Regions from separate parts of the Mus musculus genome. Here regions 2, 3, 4, 5, 6 and 7 are each linked to region 1. The links are chromatin contacts, called in public HiCAR-type, HiChIP or PLAC-seq and promoter capture Hi-C maps. All regions are on one chromosome and are shown on one strand. Each heading gives the region's core, a stretch centred on a gene start, on an enhancer-like site or on the middle of the called end of the contact. The rest is flanking DNA. Distances are from core to core; before and after follow the strand shown. Region 1 holds the start of Tars (threonyl-tRNA synthetase). Region 2 overlaps Pdzd2 (PDZ domain containing 2). Region 3 overlaps Golph3 (golgi phosphoprotein 3). Region 4 overlaps Ttc23l (tetratricopeptide repeat domain 23-like). Region 5 has its middle 41 kb from the start of Gm52210. Region 6 overlaps Mtmr12 (myotubularin related protein 12). Region 7 holds the start of Ttc23l (tetratricopeptide repeat domain 23-like).

Evidence for each region. Promoter capture Hi-C pulls out the DNA fragments that hold promoters and counts their contacts. HiCAR-type assays count read pairs that join an accessible place to other places. HiChIP or PLAC-seq counts read pairs in DNA pulled down with a chosen protein or histone mark.
Region 2: a promoter capture Hi-C map of pre-B cells shows a contact between it and region 1, with 3 times the contacts expected there. The contact joins the enhancer-like site here to the promoter of Tars in region 1. A contact is called at or near these places in 4 of 39 promoter capture datasets (the 3T3-L1 cell line, the C10 cell line, liver and 1 more), 2 of 484 Hi-C or Micro-C datasets (CD4 T cells and liver), 3 of 115 datasets of contacts at active chromatin or transcription factors (astrocytes, double positive thymocytes and pancreatic cancer cells) and 2 of 9 other capture datasets (adipose tissue and liver).
Region 3: a HiCAR-type map of astrocytes shows a contact between it and region 1, with 3 times the contacts expected there. The contact joins the enhancer-like site here to the promoter of Tars in region 1. A contact is called at or near these places in 2 of 39 promoter capture datasets (the C10 cell line and hippocampal neurons), 2 of 115 datasets of contacts at active chromatin or transcription factors (astrocytes and embryonic stem cells) and 1 of 9 other capture datasets (adipose tissue).
Region 4: a contact with region 1 is called in a promoter capture Hi-C map of cranial neural crest. The contact joins the enhancer-like site here to the promoter of Tars in region 1. A contact is called at or near these places in 3 of 39 promoter capture datasets (the 3T3-L1 cell line, the HPC-7 cell line and cranial neural crest), 1 of 15 datasets of contacts at CTCF or cohesin (stem cell-derived epiblast-like cells), 4 of 484 Hi-C or Micro-C datasets (embryonic stem cells, neural progenitor cells and palatal mesenchyme) and 6 of 115 datasets of contacts at active chromatin or transcription factors (bone marrow-derived macrophages, embryonic hindbrain, embryonic limb bud and 2 more).
Region 5: a promoter capture Hi-C map of the C10 cell line shows a contact between it and region 1, with 5 times the contacts expected there. The contact joins the enhancer-like site here to the promoter of Tars in region 1. A contact is called at or near these places in 7 of 39 promoter capture datasets (the 3T3-L1 cell line, the C10 cell line, cranial neural crest and 3 more), 4 of 484 Hi-C or Micro-C datasets (the N1E-115 cell line, cortical neurons, palatal mesenchyme and 1 more) and 4 of 115 datasets of contacts at active chromatin or transcription factors (astrocytes, embryonic stem cells, large pre-B cells and 1 more).
Region 6: a contact with region 1 is called in an H3K27ac HiChIP or PLAC-seq map of embryonic stem cells, with 2.7 times the contacts expected there. The contact joins the enhancer-like site here to the promoter of Tars in region 1. A contact is called at or near these places in 3 of 39 promoter capture datasets (the 3T3-L1 cell line and hippocampal neurons), 1 of 484 Hi-C or Micro-C datasets (nephron progenitors), 6 of 115 datasets of contacts at active chromatin or transcription factors (astrocytes, double positive thymocytes, embryonic forebrain and 3 more) and 1 of 9 other capture datasets (liver).
Region 7: a contact with region 1 is called in a promoter capture Hi-C map of embryonic stem cells, with 7 times the contacts expected there. The contact joins the promoter of Ttc23l here to the promoter of Tars in region 1. A contact is called at or near these places in 10 of 39 promoter capture datasets (the 3T3-L1 cell line, 3T3-L1-derived adipocytes, embryonic stem cells and 3 more), 2 of 115 datasets of contacts at active chromatin or transcription factors (bone marrow-derived macrophages and stem cell-derived neural progenitor cells) and 2 of 9 other capture datasets (embryonic stem cells and liver).

Annotation. Positions count from the first base shown.
Region 1 is chr15:11,398,337-11,401,059 of GRCm38.p6, reverse strand. Tars (threonyl-tRNA synthetase) reads left to right here and starts at 1,402. Exons shown (of 19, transcript NM_033074.3): 1 at 1,402-1,574. The coding sequence starts at 1,521.
Region 2 is chr15:12,379,367-12,382,089 of GRCm38.p6, reverse strand. All of the region lies in intron 20 of Pdzd2 (PDZ domain containing 2), which reads left to right. Among named protein-coding and RNA genes, the nearest start is that of Golph3, 59 kb to the right of the region's middle. Within about 2 kb of position 1,324, at least 9 of the 459 cell types and tissues checked have an H3K27ac peak or open chromatin away from gene starts, as enhancers often do. A contact at or near this core is called in pre-B cells, where this site is marked.
Region 3 is chr15:12,347,820-12,350,542 of GRCm38.p6, reverse strand. Golph3 (golgi phosphoprotein 3) reads right to left here. Exons shown (of 4, transcript NM_025673.2): 4 at 1-1,175. The coding sequence ends at 751. Among named protein-coding and RNA genes, the nearest start is that of Golph3, 28 kb to the right of the region's middle. Within about 2 kb of position 1,397, at least 13 of the 459 cell types and tissues checked have an H3K27ac peak or open chromatin away from gene starts, as enhancers often do.
Region 4 is chr15:10,504,929-10,507,651 of GRCm38.p6, reverse strand. The region is part of intron 11 of Ttc23l (tetratricopeptide repeat domain 23-like); the gene reads left to right. Among named protein-coding and RNA genes, the nearest start is that of Rad1, 20 kb to the right of the region's middle. Within about 2 kb of position 1,346, at least 19 of the 459 cell types and tissues checked have an H3K27ac peak or open chromatin away from gene starts, as enhancers often do.
Region 5 is chr15:12,277,820-12,280,542 of GRCm38.p6, reverse strand. No RefSeq gene overlaps it. Among named protein-coding and RNA genes, the nearest start is that of Gm52210, 41 kb to the left of the region's middle. Within about 2 kb of position 1,387, at least 6 of the 459 cell types and tissues checked have an H3K27ac peak or open chromatin away from gene starts, as enhancers often do. A contact at or near this core is called in pancreatic cancer cells, where this site is marked.
Region 6 is chr15:12,245,683-12,248,405 of GRCm38.p6, reverse strand. All of the region lies in intron 7 of Mtmr12 (myotubularin related protein 12), which reads right to left. Among named protein-coding and RNA genes, the nearest start is that of Mtmr12, 42 kb to the right of the region's middle. Within about 2 kb of position 1,360, at least 81 of the 459 cell types and tissues checked have an H3K27ac peak or open chromatin away from gene starts, as enhancers often do. A contact at or near this core is called in astrocytes, embryonic stem cells and hippocampal neurons, where this site is marked.
Region 7 is chr15:10,557,279-10,560,001 of GRCm38.p6, reverse strand. Ttc23l (tetratricopeptide repeat domain 23-like) reads left to right here and starts at 1,333. Exons shown (of 13, transcript NM_001378877.1): 1 at 1,333-1,407; 2 at 2,349-2,420. The coding sequence starts at 1,352.

The DNA of each region.
Region 1 (2,723 bases), core at 153-2,652:
CACTTGTCTTCCTGCTGGAGGTGGACTCTATAAGTTCCCTCTCCCTACTGTCGGGCATTTCATCTAAGGTCCCTCCCTTTGATTCCTGGGAGTCTCTTATACCCACAACAAGGTTGGTGATAGTGATACCTTCAACATTTTTTTTCAGGATTGTTTTAGCCATCGTGATTTTGTGGTGTGTGTGTGTGTGTGTGTGTGTGTGTGTGTATCTAAAACTTAACATTCTACGTTCTGTAAAGAATTGTGTTGGAAGTTTGGTGGCAATTGCTTTGACTTTGTAGATTGCCTGTGGTAGAATGGTAGAATGGCCATTTTTACTGTATTTATCTATGAACATGGGGGGATTTTTATGTTTTCTGAAATTTTCTCAATTTCTTTCTTCATTGTCTTAAAGTTTTTCTTGTACAATCTTTCACTTGTCTTGTTTGAGTTACTCCAAGATAGTTCATGTTTTTTGAGGCCGTTGTGAAATGTATTGTTTCCCTGGACAATATGTTCCTTGGAAATGGGAACCTGCTCCTTGAAGAGTCACCCAGGAGGCATTTGTCACATTCAAGTGGATCTCAGCGAGTTCCAGGACAGCCGGGCTATACATACAGTGAGACCCTGTCTCAATTCTACTCGGCTGGTGTGTGTGTGTGTGTGTAGGTTGGTGGTGGTGTGGACATTGGGTGGACATGGTTGCAAACGCCTGTAATCCTCTAATTTGGGTGGCTATTGCAGAAGGCTCCCAGATTAGCCAGATCTAAATTGCAAGTTCGAGGCTATCCCTGGCTGCACAGTGAAGCAAAGAAAAAACACAGAACAACCCAAAAACTGGCAGCTGCTATTAGGATAAGCAGGCCAACTAGAACTTTCTGCTAAGCATTTTGCTTAAGTAGTAAAAATCTAATCTCGAGCTCCCGTGATATCAATGACTTTTGTGTGGAGTTTATTCCTTCAAGTAAAAAGTTAATTTTATCTCTGTGCCGTCTATGGGAAAACTCCGTGAGACACTGAGAAAGCTTTGATCAATGGCGCTTGTCCCTCAAACAGCAAATCGGTCCTATTCTCATGAGGAAGGCTGAGTCATCGCTTCAGATTATCAGCCAACGTTCCAGGTAGAGCGCATCTGAGATAAACCAGAGCGCCAGAGACCATATCCAGCAATTCCGGGAAACTCAGTCCAAGCAGCTCAAGTTCACTACGGTGGCCGCTAAGGCCATGCAAGCTACAGTCAGAAGGGGAAGAGTGCGCTTGCGCGCCTCACTACACAGTCTGGAACTAATGGGATTTCTTGAAGGGTTCGTCATTCTCGGCTATTCTATTGGCCAAGGAAAGGGAGGACCCGCCTCTCCGCGTAGCCCATTGGCCTCGTGTCCAGGTAGGGCGGGGCCAGGAGTCCCGTTGCATCAGCTGGTTAGCTGGTTCCGCCTGTGGCCACGTGGCGCACGCGCAGTGCGGAATTGTAGGTCTACACCGCCGGCTTGGGGTCTTCTCTGCGGTGCAGCTCACGGGTTTTGTCTCTCTGTGGTCCTTCCATGTCGCAGGAGAAGGCTAGCAGCCCTTCGGGGAAGATGGACGGCGAGAAGCCGGTGAGCAGGCGCCGTGGGGTGCAGAGAGCGGATGTGTTCTGGGAGCCGGCACTGCCCGGCGGGGCAGGAGTGGAAAGTAGCAGGGAGCAGTCGGTATTGGGGGCCCTGGGTAATAAGTTAGGAACTCTTGCTGGCAGGGTCTGGGGGGTGGGGGGGCATCTTCATCCTAGAGATCTGTGAATTGAGACTGAGTGGTTTGCTCAGATAGTAAGCATTTGGGGCTTAGACTCCCGCGCTTGTATTTTTTCACTAAAATAAGCGGGAAGAACATTTGAAGAACTTTTTAAAATCCTAAACTGCGTGGAGCAAAAAGCTCTAGTTAGGAAGGAAAAGCCAGTCCCCGCGATCAGATCCAGTTTGCCCAAGATTGGGTGCTAAATAAGGCTGGATGCCCCCATTGACAGACTGTTTTGAAATTAAAGCCTCTGTCTGCCAGGTGCTGGAAGCGACCTAAATAACTTCACACACATCCCCTTTAAACTTTGCTTTGGGCTGTCACCCACTGGTTAGGAACAGCATTTGTACACTGGCGTGTTTTCTGCCCCACCCCTCTTTTACAGCCAACTGTGCCTGTGTCCCCTGTGTATTTATTTGCCCTGGCACTTAGTCAGGCAGTCCAGGTGGCTACACAAGTTAAGATCGATTCCTGACTTTGGGGGCTCCCCAAATGTGCAGGACTGGAAAATCGTACTTCTCTGATTAGCTTGGTTGAGTTATAGAGAAGCACAGTCAGACTGTTTTATTGGGTTTGGAAAAATGAGGTCAGGTAAATCAGGCAGGGCAGGGCTGTCCAGGTTCAGGGGATGAATTGTGCCCCGGCTGTACAGGGAGAGACGGGAGGGAAGTGCAGCGATTGAGGCTATCAGTATTCTCTACGTGCAGGAGTTTTGTAGGGAGGTGCTATGTATGTATTGTATTGTCAAAAAGTGACATGGCATGGGGGTTTAAGGAACATTGGAAAGGGGTGAGGCCATATGACAGATTGTCTAGGTAACCATTGCTGACGGTTGCTAGGGTCTTCATCAAGAGGAGTTTCCATCCTGATAGGGCAAATCACTAAAATGCTTGTGTATGCGCTTTAAGCTACAGATTTAAGGCGATGAATGACAGGTATACATGGATAGATTTTGTTCCTATTTCCTTATGTTT
Region 2 (2,723 bases), core at 75-2,574, 980 kb before region 1:
ATTATATCTTATTTAATGTGTGTGTATATAGATGTGTATGTGAACATATGTGTGTGCATACATGTGTGTGTGCATATGTGTGGGCATACATGTGTGTGCATATGTGTGGTGTGTGCATATGTGTATGTGCATGTTGATGTACATACATGTGGTATGTATACATGTGTGTATGTGTGTCTGCATATATGTGACGTGTGTGCGCTTGTGTGTTTGTGTGGCTATGTCACATGCCAAAGTCACAGGACAAGCTCCCATACGCAGTTTTCTCTGGGGGAATTGAACTCAGATTGAAGGCGTCTTTATCCACTGAGCCACCTTACCAGCTCCGGGATTGTCCTACAACTGTACAATTTGGAACTGTAGAATAGCCACTCCAGGCATGTTTTGTTGTTGTTGTTTTGTTGTTTTGTTTTTTAAGGCAAAGTTCATTTTATAGCCTATGCTGACCTAGACCTTGTGAGCTCCCTGCCTCAGGCAGACCTAGGTGCTTGAATCACAGGCACACTACCACACCTATCTTCTATCTACACACTGTTGACTACCAAAAATGCAGCCCCCGGAAGCAGTTCCTCGGTCTGTGATGAGTCCATTACCATGGTTTCTGCTCCAGCTTTCAAGTTCAGTTCACAAGCATTCGCTACCGAAGAAACGTTAAAGGAAACAGTTTTCATTAGAAACTTGACTTTACAGCGAAGTGTGTTAACTTAAAAGGGGTTCCGTTTGAGTCCCATGGGGTTCCATGAAGTTCAGGATGTCATCTTTCAAAATCGCCTTCGTTTGAAGCCAGAGCCCACGAGGGCTCATTCTGTGAATGATTCTCTGGATGTTCTCCTGGGATTCACATGGTCCTCAGAACTGAAGAACAGCCAAGGGACTACTTTATTTTATCACCAGAACCCATCTCCTCCTTATTTGAAACAATGCAGAAAACCCTCAATCTATCCACTCAAGGAATTATTGTAGACAGCCTAATTTTCCTGGTCCTGGGGTATTATACCTTGAGGAAGTGTTTATACAGGCAAGCTCTTCGGACCAGAGATTCATTTACCCTTCCAGCCCCAGAGCCAAAGAAAAGACATACACTCTGTTCCCAGGTACTTTCTGCCTATTCCGGCTCGATTCCAACCCAGTGCAGGTGTTTGTTTGTCCTCTCTGGACTTCCTTCCAGTAATAAGCCTTGGAGAAAGAAGCAACTAATAAATACCCGGGCCAGGAACTGATGATGTTTAATATGTATTAATTCATGTGCTACAGTTCATACATAAGTAACCTTTGAACATGTTGTGCTTGGCTATCACTGAGTTCTTACATGCAAGGAGCCAGAGAGGGTTGGAGTAATGGCGCTCTGGCGCCCTCTAGGGCTTTGGAGGTATAACTCCAGTGTTTGACCCACGTGTTAAATTACCTAACTCCTACAGTTTTTAGTGTCTTTGTCTTTCTGTGATGTTTTCATTCTCTCAGCTAAAAGGGCCAGCAGAGACCTTGACGTGGCATGGCCTTTCCTCCTCCTAGTTTCATCACAGATGGCTTAACTGCTTTCCAGTGTAAAGGAAAGATATTCTTCAAAATCTAACTTTTTTTTTTGAACACATAATTGATAAAAGAAAGAATTCTTTCTTATCCTTACAAAAACAAGTTTGCTTTTTGGGCCCCTGAGATGGCTCAGCAGGTAAAGGTGCTTGCTGCCAAGCCTGAAGACTTGAGTTCAATCCCTGGGACCCACATGGTAGGAGAGAACTGACTCCTACAGGGTGATCTCTGACCTCCATATATGTGCCATGGCACCATGTGCCCACACATATACACGCATAATATATAGATAGTAGGGCTGGAGAGATGGCTCAGCGGTTAAGAGCCCTGATGGCTCTTCCAGAGGTCATGAGTTCAAATCCCAGCAACCACGTGGTGGCTCACAACTGTCTGTAATGAGATCTGATGCCTCCTTCTGGTGTGTCTGAAGACAGCTACAGTATACTTATATATAATAAATAAATAAATCTTTTTAAAAATTATCTTTAAAAAGAAAAAATATATAGATACTAATTTTTTAAAATCCTGCGTCTTAGAAAAATGTCTACAAATGATACCAGGCTGGCAGCACGTGGGCATCATACACAGGTCAGGTCCAAGTCCAGTCTCTGATGAAGGCAGTGACTCCAGGCCAGTCACTCAAGACCCGATGGCCTGCCTCGTGGGCTCGACCTGAGGCCTCTGTGAGGCTTCCGTGTACTAGACATAGTAAAATGGTATGTGTTCTGTGTATGAGCCTAGGCGAGTCTCTTAAGAACAATCACGTATGAATATCTATGCCTAGCAAGTAGGCACTTGGTAGATATGTGTAGGCACACACAGTTTTCCTGAGATGGTTTTCAGAAATGAAGACTGATTCACCCTTGGATGCAGGAGCATGGCCACCTGATTATAGCTACGCTGCCGATGAGGGCTGACCTATAGCCCAGGCAGCTCTGACTTGTTCTCTTGGTCAGCCACTCTTAAAACCAGGAGTGACGGTGAAAGCCTCCAAGGACTCTTTAGAACTATGGTGAGAAAAACCCTAAAGAGGTGTGTGAGGGTAGCCACTGTTTGTCGATATTTGTAACGAACGCAGGGGTATAGAGTATAAAAATTAGATGGGTTTTGTGTGTTTGTGTGTGTGTGTGTGTGTGTATGACCGAACTGAGAAGGAAATTTTAAAGTTGCCAGAGCCCTCTGAGGAAACCAGT
Region 3 (2,723 bases), core at 148-2,647, 950 kb before region 1:
TGAATGAAGCAAGTGAGGGGCACCAGATGCACAATTCAATACTAAAATGAGGCAGAGGTGGCCAGAAGAAGGGGCGATTCATATATAATTCAAACTATATACAGCATTAGTGGAATGCAGCCCATCCCAAACTGGCTTTGTGAAACAATTGGACCATTATGATTGAACAGCTAAAATTATAACAACTGTAATCACACAACAGATTTACAAAGGAAGCAAAAATTCAAGGGGCATTTTATATTATGTATTTACTGTGCTGTTTCAATTGAAAAATAATTTTGCTAAGTATACATCTCAACTGAGGTTTGTGTATAAAACGTCCTAATAGATACAGATGTTTGCCTTTGGTGAGTTGAAGGCCTGGCTGTGACTTGTCTGAACTGCAGGCAGAAGGCCAGGTGAATAAGCACATGTGGGAGACTCAAGCTGAGGTAATAGAACGCTGTGCATGAGGTGGGGGCTGGAGGTACTCTGAAGGTCACAGTACACCAGAAACCCAAAACAGGAACAGTGAGAGTGGCAACAGGGGGTAGGGTGCCAATATGGCGAGAAGGTTGGTTACAAACAGAAAGAGGAAGGCCTCTCGTACCAGCAGAATCCTGCGTACATACAAAAAGAAATATCCACCCACCATTTTGTAGAACAAAAGCCAATTATTAGTGTGGGAAAGTACAAACTGCAGAAAACCAGAGTCAATAGAAGAAAAACTACTGGTTCACATGAGAAAAAGGAAACATTGAATTCTGACAGTTACTTGGTAAACGCAGCTACCACAGCCCAGAGAACTTCGTTGGTGTTGGCCTTCAGACACTCCACTTCTGGGTCTAAGTCAAGGAGCTGCCGTACTCTCTTGGTGGCTAGATCATACTGCTCGTCCAGAAGAGGAGCAAACGCATTTTCCAAAACATCCGAGGCATGGGCTAGGTAAATGAGGGCCAGCAAGCGCTTGTCCATTCGGTGAGGGTCATTTACCCATTTGTCAAGAACAGCTTCTTGTACCTTCTTGATGAGACGCTGCTTAATGTTGTTATTGGTGAGAGGATGTGTCGTCATGTCAAACAGGAGGAAGTTCTGTTTCTCTGTCGTCAGTACACCCTTTTCTACCAGGTTTTTAGCTAATCGTTCCCGTACGTTTCTTAATTGATAATGCAATTTTAATGGATTCCACGTCTCACCTAAATAAAAACATTCCAAAAGTTAGGAATGGTGGGTATTATTTGCTAAATTACAACAGCAACAAATTGTACACACACAGTCTTAGATAAGCAACAGAACTTTTATTCTTGCCCCTTCCACACTAGATCATGGAGTCCAGACATTTGGGGAACATCTAGGCAGCCCACACATTCTCAGACACAGCAGTCACTCAAAAGTCTAAACTGAAAGTAATCTTCAAGCCACAGTCACCCTTGATCTACAAGGGAAATGAAGCTCTGGCTGCTGTCAAGAAGCACTCAGTAAAGCAGAATGTGGAGGGGCAAACGTGCACCAGGTAGAGAGGCAGGAGGCGCTCAAGTGTGGAAGCACACGGCCTACATGGTAAAAGACTGTTGTTCTACAGTATAAAAACATCACAAGGCTCCAGGTCCAATAGTCAATACTAAAAAATAAAATAAAATAAAATAAAATAAAATAAATAAAAAATAAAAAATAAAACCCCTTTACACTATAAAAGCAGAAAAGTCAAGTCCCTACAAATACCAATCTTCAACAGACAGAAGGAAAACATGGCTCTGATTATAAGCTAATCCTGAAACTGCCACAAAGACAGAGTATATAGCAAAATTTGTGTGGATTAATAAAACATTTTCACATTTTTTTGTTCTGTTTTGAAGACAGGGTTTCTCTACGTAGCCCTTTCTGTCCAGGAAATCATCAGCTACCAGGCTGGCCTAGAACCCAGACTCTGCCTGCCTCCCAGGGGCAGAGGAGTAAAGGTTGTACACCACTGTCCAGCATTATTTTCACAGTTCTTAAGTTTGGCATCTATAAACACTTCTTTTTGAGACAAAAATTTAATTAAACTAAGCATTTTCCATTAAAATCATTTATTTTCCTTTAAAAAATTAGTATCAGATAGTAGTATCAATAACTTTAGTATCTTTCAGATTATATGTAACAAGTTTAATTGTATTTCCAAATAATCACCAATGACAACTCTATTTGCAATTTAGGGGAAAAAAAAAAAAAACCAAAGTACTTTTCTAAACTAGAGCATGTTGAAAATTAACCACAAGCACCTTTAGTCAGTGTAAAGACTCTTAAGGCTGACGTTTTGGAACACTTAAGAGAATCAACCTTAAGCAGAATTACTGAATCCAGTAACATGGAGCAATATAAATTTAAAAATGTACTAAAATTTTCAGCTCCTCAGTTTTACAAGCTACATTTTAAGTATTATTTTAAGTATTAATTTCTCACTAGATAGCACAGAACACTGCTATTATCCAGGAAGAGCTAGTGGTCTGTGGCACCCTGGAATATGTTACTGTTCAGACGGCCACAGAAACAATTTTACTTGCATCATCAACAGTAAAGAATATCCTTGACAGGAGCTCAGTGCGTTGAGAGTACATGATGCTCATGCAGAGGACCAGAGTTCAATTCCCAGTACCCACATCAGGTGCCTCCTAGCCACCTACAACTCCAATTTCCAAGGGGAAGCAATGCCCACTGGCCTTTGCAGGCACAAGGTGCACATACATTCACTCAGGAGCCTCAAA
Region 4 (2,723 bases), core at 97-2,596, 890 kb after region 1:
AGAAGTCTAGCTTCTATGCTAAAATCAGATTCACAACTCAAGACTCCAACTCTCAGATCTCTTTCATACTTAATGTCCTTAGCCTGCAGTTATGCAACACTATAATAACCACGCTTCCCTCTCATCTCTGCATTAATTAATGAGAACATATATAGTTGTTGGGTTCAGGAAAGCCTTAAATCTTAAATGTTCACTTATTGTCAACATCATAATAACATGTCAATAATGATAGTGATTCTTTTTCTGAAAGGTAGACATAATGAACTGTAATGTTTAAACGAGTCATATATATGGCCATATTAGTGTTTTCTATTAAGAATAAGGTAAGGAATATTCCCACTTTACACTTGGGCAACACATGAACCTGAGTAAACCATTTGTCCTTTTTGAGTAAGTGACTGCTCGGCGCGCAGCTAAAGGAGACATCCACACATGCTCCCTTTTTCCCAGGGCTTAGGAACCATTGTAGAAGAGGGAGCAGAAAGACTGTAAGGGGCAGGGATGGTTGGATGACTACAGGGCAACCGTGTCCTCTGTCTACAGCAGCTGTACATATGAATTAGGACAGCATGCATGATCTGTACAAATTAAAGACATACATGTAAAATTACGTAGCCATTAGCAGGACTCTAATGCTTTAAAAAATGGAGAATGCAAAGTTAGCCAGGTGGGTAAGACGAGAGGTGGATTAGGAGGAGAAGGGGTAAGAGATAAGATGGCCAAAACATCATGTATACTCCAAGAGTTAATAAAATGTATCTCTAACTTTCCAAAAGGAAGAATGCAAGATAAATGGAGTGAATATGTTTTCTCAGTAGCCTCAAGGTGACCAGTGCCGTGAAACGAGGAGAAACTAGGGGACATTTGTGGAAGCCAATGCAGACGCCAGGCAGTCTGTTTCTTTACATGCTTGAACTTAAGCTGATGAGATTTCAGGTTCCTACTCTTTCACTATGTAAAGAACCTGGCTTTGAAGGGTTTCCATCCGCATATAGAGAGGCCTCTTCAGCAGGCTGTACTCCAGAACCCATTTTACATGTGGAGACACTGAAAACTGAGTTTCTAGCATTAATTTGTCCAGGAAGAGGCAAGGCTGCTGGGATTTTACTGTAAGTCTCTAATTGCTCTCTTTCTGCTAAGACAATGAGATATAGACCTAGCTAGAGCCCATATAAGGGGAAAAGAAGAGTCTTTTGAAGTCCTCTGCTGTAGTAGATATTGCGTCAATAAACGTTTTTCTTTCTGTGAAACAAGCCCGTATCTCATTTCCCAAGAACTGCTGAGCAAAGCCATGGGGCAGTTGCCAAAGCCCAGATGGCCAAAAGCAGGGCAGGAGTTGCTCTCTCGGCTTCAGCATCGCACTGGAACAATCAGTCCCAGATGTCCTGGGACCCCGCTCGTGTCCCAGTGTGCTCTCGTGTGCTTTGTGACACCTCCTTCCGGGAACTCAGTGAAATCCACACTGGACTGCCATAGCCAGCAGCCTGAAGTCGTGTCCTATGGAGGCTCTGCAAAGAAGTCAGAGCAGAACGGGCTGCTTGGGGCAGGAGTTAATTCCAGAGCAAAACAACAGTTGCAAGGGCACCGCTTAAGATCTCAGTGGTTAGAAAAGACAGAGAGAACTTCTGATTTGTAAATAAACTTGGAAGTTGTTAAGTTTCTACCTGAGTCACAGATGCACTTCAGGTTAATCGTTCGTAGGTCAAGCTCCTAAAGAACAAGAAATACTCAATGTGTCCAAGAGACGTTCCTTTTGGAGAAAATATACACAGAACCAGTTTGAAACTACTCTGTAGTATGTTTTAATAGAATTATAAATAAAAAACGATAGGGAATACGTTGTGAAGCCAAAACTGTGAGTGTAAACGGCATGCAGGAAGGGTAGGGTATCTTCAAACATAGATAGATGACTGAAACCACAGATAGAAAAGAAGCCAGAGTGGGTGTTCCTCGGTAAGCACTGTTGTGAAGAAACTGCTGTCGTGAGTTGTTACACTTTAAGGTTCATAGATAATAGCAAGCTGTGGATAAACTTGAGGTGAAATATTTGGGCCATACCATGGGGTTTTCATAAACTATACTACGTGTTCAGACTTATACAGAAGGCAGCTATGGAAGAACTTCGAACAGGATATGATAACAGTTATCAGCTTTCAGACATGAACTTCAATAGCAATGGATGTGAAAGACAAGTAGGGAGAAGTAAGGAGCACACTGGCAGGCAGATCCAATAGCCTAAGAGAAGGATGCTGAGACCCCTAAGTACCTAAGCTATAAGAAAGGAATGTATTGACGATATATTGAGAAACATTCTGCCATCTGAGTTGAAACCAATTAGATGTGAAGTATGTCAGTGGCAAGACTCAAGTTGGCTTTGAAGTCCCCGGCCTGAAAACGAGATAAATATGTAATGGGCAGTGCTGGCAGAGGAGACCATCCTGGAGGAGAGATACATAAGACTTAGGGAGATAATGATTTCCACGTTGCCTGTGCTGTGTTTGAGGTACTCCCTGTACACCCATTTGGCAATATCTAGTAAGCTGTTGGCTGTTTGGAGCAAGGACTCAGGAGAAATATTCCTTCCGAAGCCCATGAGAAGGATAAAACAATCTACAGAATGTGTGTATATGAAACAATGAGACTTGGAAAGAGTTTTGGAGATAATTCATGCTTATTTGGGAGAGATTATAGCCTGATTTAGTAGCTGAGTACTGGGGTACAAA
Region 5 (2,723 bases), core at 138-2,637, 880 kb before region 1:
GAGATCAGATTCCCTGAAACTGGAGCTACAGATCGTTGTGAGCCACCGTGCCGGGATCTAAATCCAGCTCCCCTGCAAAAGCAGGGCGCGCTCTGGCTTGCTGAACCGTCTTCCCAGTCGCTCAATTGTGTATTTTTAAAAACACTTACTTATTTTACACATAGTGTTCTGCCTGCATGTCAGAAGAGGGCACCAGATTTCATTATAGATGGTTGTGAGCCACCGTGTGGTTGCTGGGATTTGAACTCAGGACCTCTGGAAGAGCAGTCAGTGCTCTCAACCTCTGAGCCATCTCTCCAGGCCCATTTGTGTACTTTTTATTGTCTGCTTTCTTTTTGCTCTCTTGGCTCTCTGTTCTTTCAGTGTTCCTCAGGACTGCTACATAAAGACATTACTTGTACCCATATTCCTGTATCAGAGTCAGCTTCGGATAGGACCAAACTAAGACATACAGATCTTAAACAATCTGCTAGGCAACAGCCACAGCAGCCAGAAGGCCACAGAGTAGGACTCTGATGCAACTCTGTCTTAGTTACAGTTACTATTGCTGTGATGACACACCATGACCAAAAGCAAACTGGGGAGGAAAGGGTTTGTTTGGCTTACACTTCCACAGCACTGTTGATCACTGAAAGGAAGTCAGGACAGGAACTCAAACAGGACTGGACCTGGAGACCATGGAGGGATGCTGCTTACTGGCTTGCTCCTCATGGCTTGTTCAGTCTACTTTCTTATAGAACCCAGGACCACCATCCCAGGGATGGAATCACCCACAATGGGCTGGGCTCGCCTCATCAATCACCAATTAAGAAAATGCCCGGCAGGCTTGCTTCTAGCCTGATCTTACAGAAGCTCCCTCCTGTTAGATAACTACTTTGTGTCAAGTTGACATAAAACTAGCCAGGACAGACTCTCTGAGATGAAAGGAGCCCTGCAGCCATAACTATGACAGAATGTCTAGTAACTGTAATCATACATGCACTCCTTGTATATTTTATAGCATGTCACAAACTGACCTAAGTTAGGGCAATGGTTAACCTTGATCGTCAGCCTGACTAGACTGAGAAGTGTCTGTGAGTCAGACACACTTCTACTTTGTGTCTAAGGGCTGTTTCCAGACATGATTTACCAAGGAGAGAAAATCTTAAAATTAGTGCCATCACACAGGCAAGGGTCCAAGTGGAATTCAAGGGGGAAAAAGAGAAAGGCCGAGAGAGCAGACATTCACTCACACCCTCCTTCTGGCTCCCTCCCTCTCCTCTTAACCCATCCTGACCATAGGTGAACAGCCAGTCTTCTGCTTTTGTGGAGCAGTTTCTTCTGAGTTAAACATTCCACTCTGGAGGAAGGAAGCTTCTTAAAGCTCAAGAAGGGGAAGCACAAACCCTTCGGCAAACCTCTATCTCCAAAAATATTTACACTATGATTCATAACAGTGGCCAATTACACTTATGAGCTAGCAACAAAAATAACTTTATGGTTGTGGGTCACCACACCTGTGTGATCGCAACATTAGGAAGGCTGAGAACCAACTGTAAAGGAATATTTCTTTAAAAAAAAAAGATTTTATTTATATGATGAGTACCCTGTAGCTGTCTTCACACACACCAGAAGAACAGGGCATCAGATTCTATTACAGATGGTTGTGAGCCACCATGTGGTTGCTGGGATTTGAACTCAGGACCTTTAGAAGAGCAGTCAGTGCTCTTCCAAACCACTGAGCCATCTCTCCAGCCCCTATGTGGTTGTTTCTTAAGACTGAGGAAAAACAACTCAGGAAGTTCCTGAAATTGACTGGGGAAAAACAACTCAGGAAGTTCCTGAAATTGACTAATCCACAAAGCCCCTCCATCCCTAAGGTTAAATAAGTAGTAAGCAGCCTGGAAGACCTCTCTCTCTCTCTCTCTCTCTCTCTCTCTCTCTCTTTCTCTCTCCCCCCCTCCCTCCCTCCCTTCCTCCCTCCCTCCCTCCCTCTCTGAGGGAAAATAACTTTTCCCAACATAATATTTTTATTACGTATTTGGGAATTTTGCATAATGTTCCCTGATCATGTTCGCTTCCCATTCTTCCCACCTTTGTGCACTCCTCCCACACACACACACACCAAAAACAAGCAAAACCTATAAATCCAATTTGTGTTGCCCATATAGTCATTGGAACATGGTCAAACTCCCAGGGGCCAGCCCCTTAAAGAACATTGAAGACTCATACCTCTTGAGCTTCCTACAAATAATTCAGTGATCTCCAGGTTGCTCATGTGGGGTGGACGGACTTTGGCTTCCAGCACTTTTGAGTTGTCCCTGTTTCTGTAATGCCTCACCCCCACTCCATACTAACCCCAATAAACTCATTGGTTCACCAAGTTTCACTTTGAATGTATTGCTACTTTAGTCTCTCACTAGTCTCCATAAGGGGAAACTATATGCTCCATATTTACCACCTTTGATGTGTACACTCAGAACACAGGCGAAAGGCTACTTTACATTCCCAAAGCCTCACCTCTAACATAGTCAAGAACAAGAAAGGCTAAGCCCTGCTTCTGCATTTCTGCTTCGTTCAGTCCTTGGGAAAACAATTATTTACAGAACCATCTTAAAAGACAGATCCTCTGCAGAAACTTTCCGTTGCAAGTCAACCTCACTTCCACAGAGTTACTTCTGGTAGAGTAACCCTGGCTGAGACTTGTATACGTTATACGGATTTGTAACACAGGGTACAGTTGT
Region 6 (2,723 bases), core at 111-2,610, 850 kb before region 1:
TCTTCAAGAAAAAGTGTGAGTCTACACTTAAAAATCCATCAAGAAATGGCAAAAATGCTACTCAATCTTTATTAACAATAAATTTAAAAAAAGAATTCTTATAAAAGCGAGTCAAGAATTGGGGGTGTACTCCTATAACTCTAGCAATTAAGTAGCCAGCCTGGGTACAGGGTGAAACCCTGTCTCAAAACAGACACACACAGAGACACACACACAAGCAAAACAACTTCCCTCCACTCCAAGGCAAACCAAATCCTGGGGAATTTGAAATACTAATTAGATATCAAAGAAGCAGTGTGAACAGGCATAACACAGGTCTGCAATCCTAGGACTTGGGAGGTAGAGGTAGGTAGATCTCTATGAGGTCAGTCTGGTCCTCATAGAAAATTCCAGGACACATGCTACAAAGGAAGACCCTGTCTCAACAAACAAAAAGTAGTAGTGTGAATTTGAAAAGTATGATGTTTTCATGCTATGCTTATTAAAAACAATGCAGTCCTTTGTTCTTTGTAATATACACTGAACATAAATGAAATGAGCTTTGAAATTCTTTTCCCAACAGTGCAGAGGGTGAACAAGCGGGTGGATGTATAGAGAAGACAGGGTTAGCTCTGACTTCGTCATTGTCATGCCCAAGCAATGGGTAAAACGAGCTTTGCCATACATGTTTTTGCTATAATGCTTCAAAATTTGTATTAAAGAAACCTCAAGGATACTTTTAGCAATTTATTTTTCTATGTATGTGCAGGTCTGTGTAATTATATGCCGCGTGTGTTTGGGTGCTGGTGGCACAGATTCCCTGGGGCTGGAGTGACAGGCAGTTGTTAGCCAGCCAGACACAGGCGTAGGACACTAAACTGGGGTCCTCTAGAAGAGCAGGAAGTGCTCATAGCTCCCAAGTCATCTCTCCACACCCCCCCCCCCACAGACAATTGTAAAAGAAGAAAGATCATGAGACCTTGACATACACCCAGGCCTGTGAAGCACTGGCTGTGGCTAAGGTCCTCCAGTCACTAACAGCGTTGTGACCTTGACTTCTGAAATACTGAGCTACTGCATTTTCTTACATACTTGCCTGAGCACGTGGACAGTAAGCTACGGTTTCTTTAGGGAGTCACTAAAGTAAAAACATTTCAATAGATCAATAACCTTTAAACTCAAAATGCCCATTAAAAGCACAGGGAAGGATTAGACAATTATCAAAATCCAGGCTTGTCCCCATGACTACAAATCAGAAGCTCAAAGCTCTGCAGGAGCACAGGGGATTAAGTTCTGCTCTGCAATGTCATGCTATGAGGGCATAGCAGACTGGCTCAGCCCCACCTACTCAGTGACGCCTGCATTCCTGACAAGCTCTGTGGGGACTGAGATATCTCTGGGAAGCACTGACTGAATGGTGCCATCACCAGAGGAGTTCTCAGTGCCCCCCTTAATACACATGCCATAAAGCTGCAGTGGGCCCCTGGTCCTAAAAAGGTTTGCATGCCTTTCCCGTCCAGTAAGACTGAATATTCTACAGTGTCACCTTTCTAGTTAATTCCATTATACAAACCTGTTCACACAAACCCATTTAACACGTCAGACCGACCGTCTAGCAGATTAGCCTCTGTTCATGAACACTGAGCACCACACCAGGCGCAGGGTGGAGGGTGAGCTCACCTGTCCCGATTAGCTCTGGCAGATCCCGGGCAGTCCCCAGAGACTATGAGCAATTACTTCTTCCTCTTCAAAACAGTCCCTTTAGAAGCAGGCTGAGTTCTGAGGCAAGAGCCTGTCTCAGGGCAGCTTCATTATGGAAGCTGGGCAATCCACTCAGGCACAGCTGTAATCTGGGAAGGGTAGCCCAGGACAGAGCTACATCACGCTGTGTCAGCACTAGTTCATGGGTCCCTCTGTAAAGCACACATCCCACAGGGCCACACACCTTCTTTTATCTCCACAGAGTACAATGACATAAAGATTTAGGAATAAATTCCAAAAGAGAAGTAGTTGGCCTGTGGCACCGTACAGCCAGTTCTGACGATGGTACAGTTTCTCCTTCTAACCCACCCTGTTCATGTTTCAGGTTGAATCAAAACTGATATACTGAAGAAACCTGAGACACTCAAATGTAAAAAGTGCTATAAACCTACAGTACTTTATGAAGCTGTCAGCACAGTAGGAAGCTCTGCTCCCAGTGATAAGATTCAAGTTTCTAAAAACAGACCAGCAGAGTCATCCTAAAAATGTGGGCCAGATCACTCCCTCCTCTGCTCAAACTCCCCCCAGTGTTCTCACAATCAGAAAGAATAAATTCCCCAGGAAGCATCCAACTATCCCTTCCCTCGTCCTCTACTCCCCCCTTCTCCCCGCTGATGAAGGGCACCTGGCTGTTCTACCTACCAGGCTTCCCTCTCTCCCCTTCTCTCAGCTCTGAACAAAGGGCACTTACCCTGGCTGTCCTGACTTGCTATGTAGACCAGGCTCACTCAAACTCAGAGATTCACCCGTCTCTACCTCCCAAGTGCTGGGATTAAAAGCATGTGTCATTAAGCCCAGCTGTGTGTGCTGATCTTCCAAAGGACCGGAGTTCACTTCACAGCCCTCTCACAGATGCCCATAACTCCAGCCCATGGGCTCTGTGATGACTCATCATGGCTGTCAACGTGACTATATCTGAAATCAACTAAAACACAAGCTCTGGGCACTCCTGATCACATCTGGAGTAGGAAGACACGGTAAAT
Region 7 (2,723 bases), core at 84-2,583, 840 kb after region 1:
GCTTTGTAACTTTGCAGATGAAAGCAACTTGCTTCTTTTCTGTTCAGGGCTAGTTAAATGGAGGCAGACTCATCATCACCTTTAGGAAGGGGAATTTAGTGTCAATTCTGGTACCACACTAACAGTCACAATGATCGGCAAAAACAAGTATTTGGAATAAAGAAACTTTCCCTTCACAGGTTTAAGATTTTGACTTGATGGTGTCTGACTTTATTAAGGGAAATGAGTCTTAGATAATATAAAAATAGACTCTTCTTTTAAAATGTTAAATATCAGTCATGGGGTCACAAAAATCTTCATAGAATCCTAGAACCAAAGAAGCTTTAGAGAGCAAAGGGTACATGTACACTTATAGTGTAGTCAAAGCAACGGATACCCACTGGATGGGACCTACACCAAACCTAGGAGTCAAAACGGCAACCCTCCCATCCTGAAACCACGTTTATCACTCTGGCCATCATTTCATGCTGAAGCTTCTCTTAGAAACCAGAGAAAAAGACAGGCTGGGATCTTTCCAGACGTAGGCACTTTAGGGTACAGAGTTAACCCTTGATTGACAGACCATCAGCGTTTATCACATACGAAAGCAAACTCAGTTAAATCCTCCTGCCTCGAAAGGCTTTCTTGACATTCTAGAGTCAGTGATGAATTTCCACTCCAGATACGTAAGAACAAATGCAAAGCATACAAAATAACTGTGAATTGCTTTTCTCCACAGGCGTTCTTTTTAAAACAGGAGGGACTTACCTGCTCAGTTGTTAAGAGCCTAGTGCATAGTATGATTCATTATATCACTTTCAAATGTGTGCCACAGCGAGTGTGCTCTTGTGTGCTCTGTGACCTTGTGGTACAAACCTGCGTGTGGTGTTTGCCACATGTGCCTTTCTCCCTGAAATCTTAACCATTGGACATGTATTGGCCCATTCCTGAATCTCCCTGTACTGTTTTCTTCAACAAGCGTGACTCTAACCCTTACCCAAGGAGGTAACACTGACCGTGACCCTAGAACACCTGGAGAATGAACGTTGCTTCAGGAAAGGGGAGGACTGGCTAGCCAATCATTGCTGAAAACTCGCATAGACATGGCAGTTTTAAAACCATCAGGCCCCTGAAGCCTGCAGCTCCTTCCTTTCTTCCACGGGATCTTCCTTCATCTTCAAGAAATAATGTCCTTGTGCGACAAGGCACTGCAAGACCACTCAGCAGCAGTAAGGATGAACGCCAGGGTTTGCCTTGGCTGGCCGAAAGTGCCTCCTTTTGGTGCTCCCTGCATCAACCTTAAGGCAGTGTTCCATTCCCATGGCAACGCATTGTCTCCAGATCCAGAAGCCCAGCTTCAGCGAGACTCCTCATGGCCCGGGCACCCGCACAGGCCCGAGGTAGCAGAGGTCTGAACTGCCTGGCCCGGTGAGCAGGCTGGGAAGGTGTTTCTGTGTCAGTGAGCCAGAAGAGCTCACCAGCTTCTGGAGCAGGGGCCCAGAACGCAGGCAGGGAAGATGGTAGCCGAGCTCCAGGGGCGTCCACAGTTAGGAAGCAACAATAGAAATGCCAGGGATGAGCATCGAGAGATTTGTCCTAGAGGGGGGCCAAGTGTGGTGTCCTAGTCCATCCAGGATCCAGTGCAACTGCGTGGGAACTGTGTGTGGGGCTTTGAGAGTTCAGAATGTGAAAAAAGTAGGACTTAGAAAAGGGAAGTTAGCCCTTCTGTCCACCCCCTATCCCCACCCCACCCTTTTTCCCCCCCAAAGTTGGGTGTTCTGGAGCCTGGATCAAGGAAAGTTACCACAGTATTCTTCAGGGTACGACTTGGATGGTGTTATTAATCAGTAAGGTGTGCATTTAAGGGTTAGGGATAATATAGAGAAATACATTCCACAAATTATTAACCACATCCCGCATCTTCCCACGGGGTCACTTAGTCAACAGCTGACAGTAGCAGCCTAAGTAGTTTTAGCCTCTTAACTAGAACTTCCGATTAAATAGTGACATGACTCCTGGAAAAGAAATTTTTTATTTGGCTTTTCCTTAGCGCAGCCAAACAATATTTGGGTTGAATAGGTCGCCATAGTTTGGATGATCCAGTAGAGGTAAAAGGTGTGTGGTTTAAGAAATGCTTTTAAAAGAACTTTGGAGATGTAATCTAGAGTAGAAGTTAGGGAAACTAAATCTAACCCTGATAAGCACCTTCAGTTTTTCTTAGGAGTCTCTAAACATGGGTCTGCATAGTCCGTTTGTAGATTTATATTTAGCACTTTTAATTTAAAGTCAGTAGCATCCACCGGAGGGCAATTAGAACAGATGTCTAAGCCCTTTCCCCCAAAGCTTACCTCACACGTGACTCTTGGTAGGAAGATGCAAGCCAACCCCATCTGCATTCCAACTGTTAGCAATGACGCCGACTGGGACTTCTGCTTCCACCTGTAAGTACTGACAGTGCCTTGACAAGATGCAGCTCACTGGCCAGAAAGGGTAGGACTTCCCATTTTAAGGAAAGCCCAAGTCAAGAGCTCTGTGAGCACTTTCCACAGAAGAGAAAGGTCCACAGCTGGACTGTATGTTAATATTAAGCATCCAGTCAGGTTGACAACCTCTCAAAGAGGGACGAAAAAAATTTCTTTTCTAATTTATGAAGATTTACAAAAATAAAGATTTACAAAAATAAAGATTTACAAAAATATGAAGGTTTACAAAAATAAAGCATTATTACAACTCTAGTAAAGCCA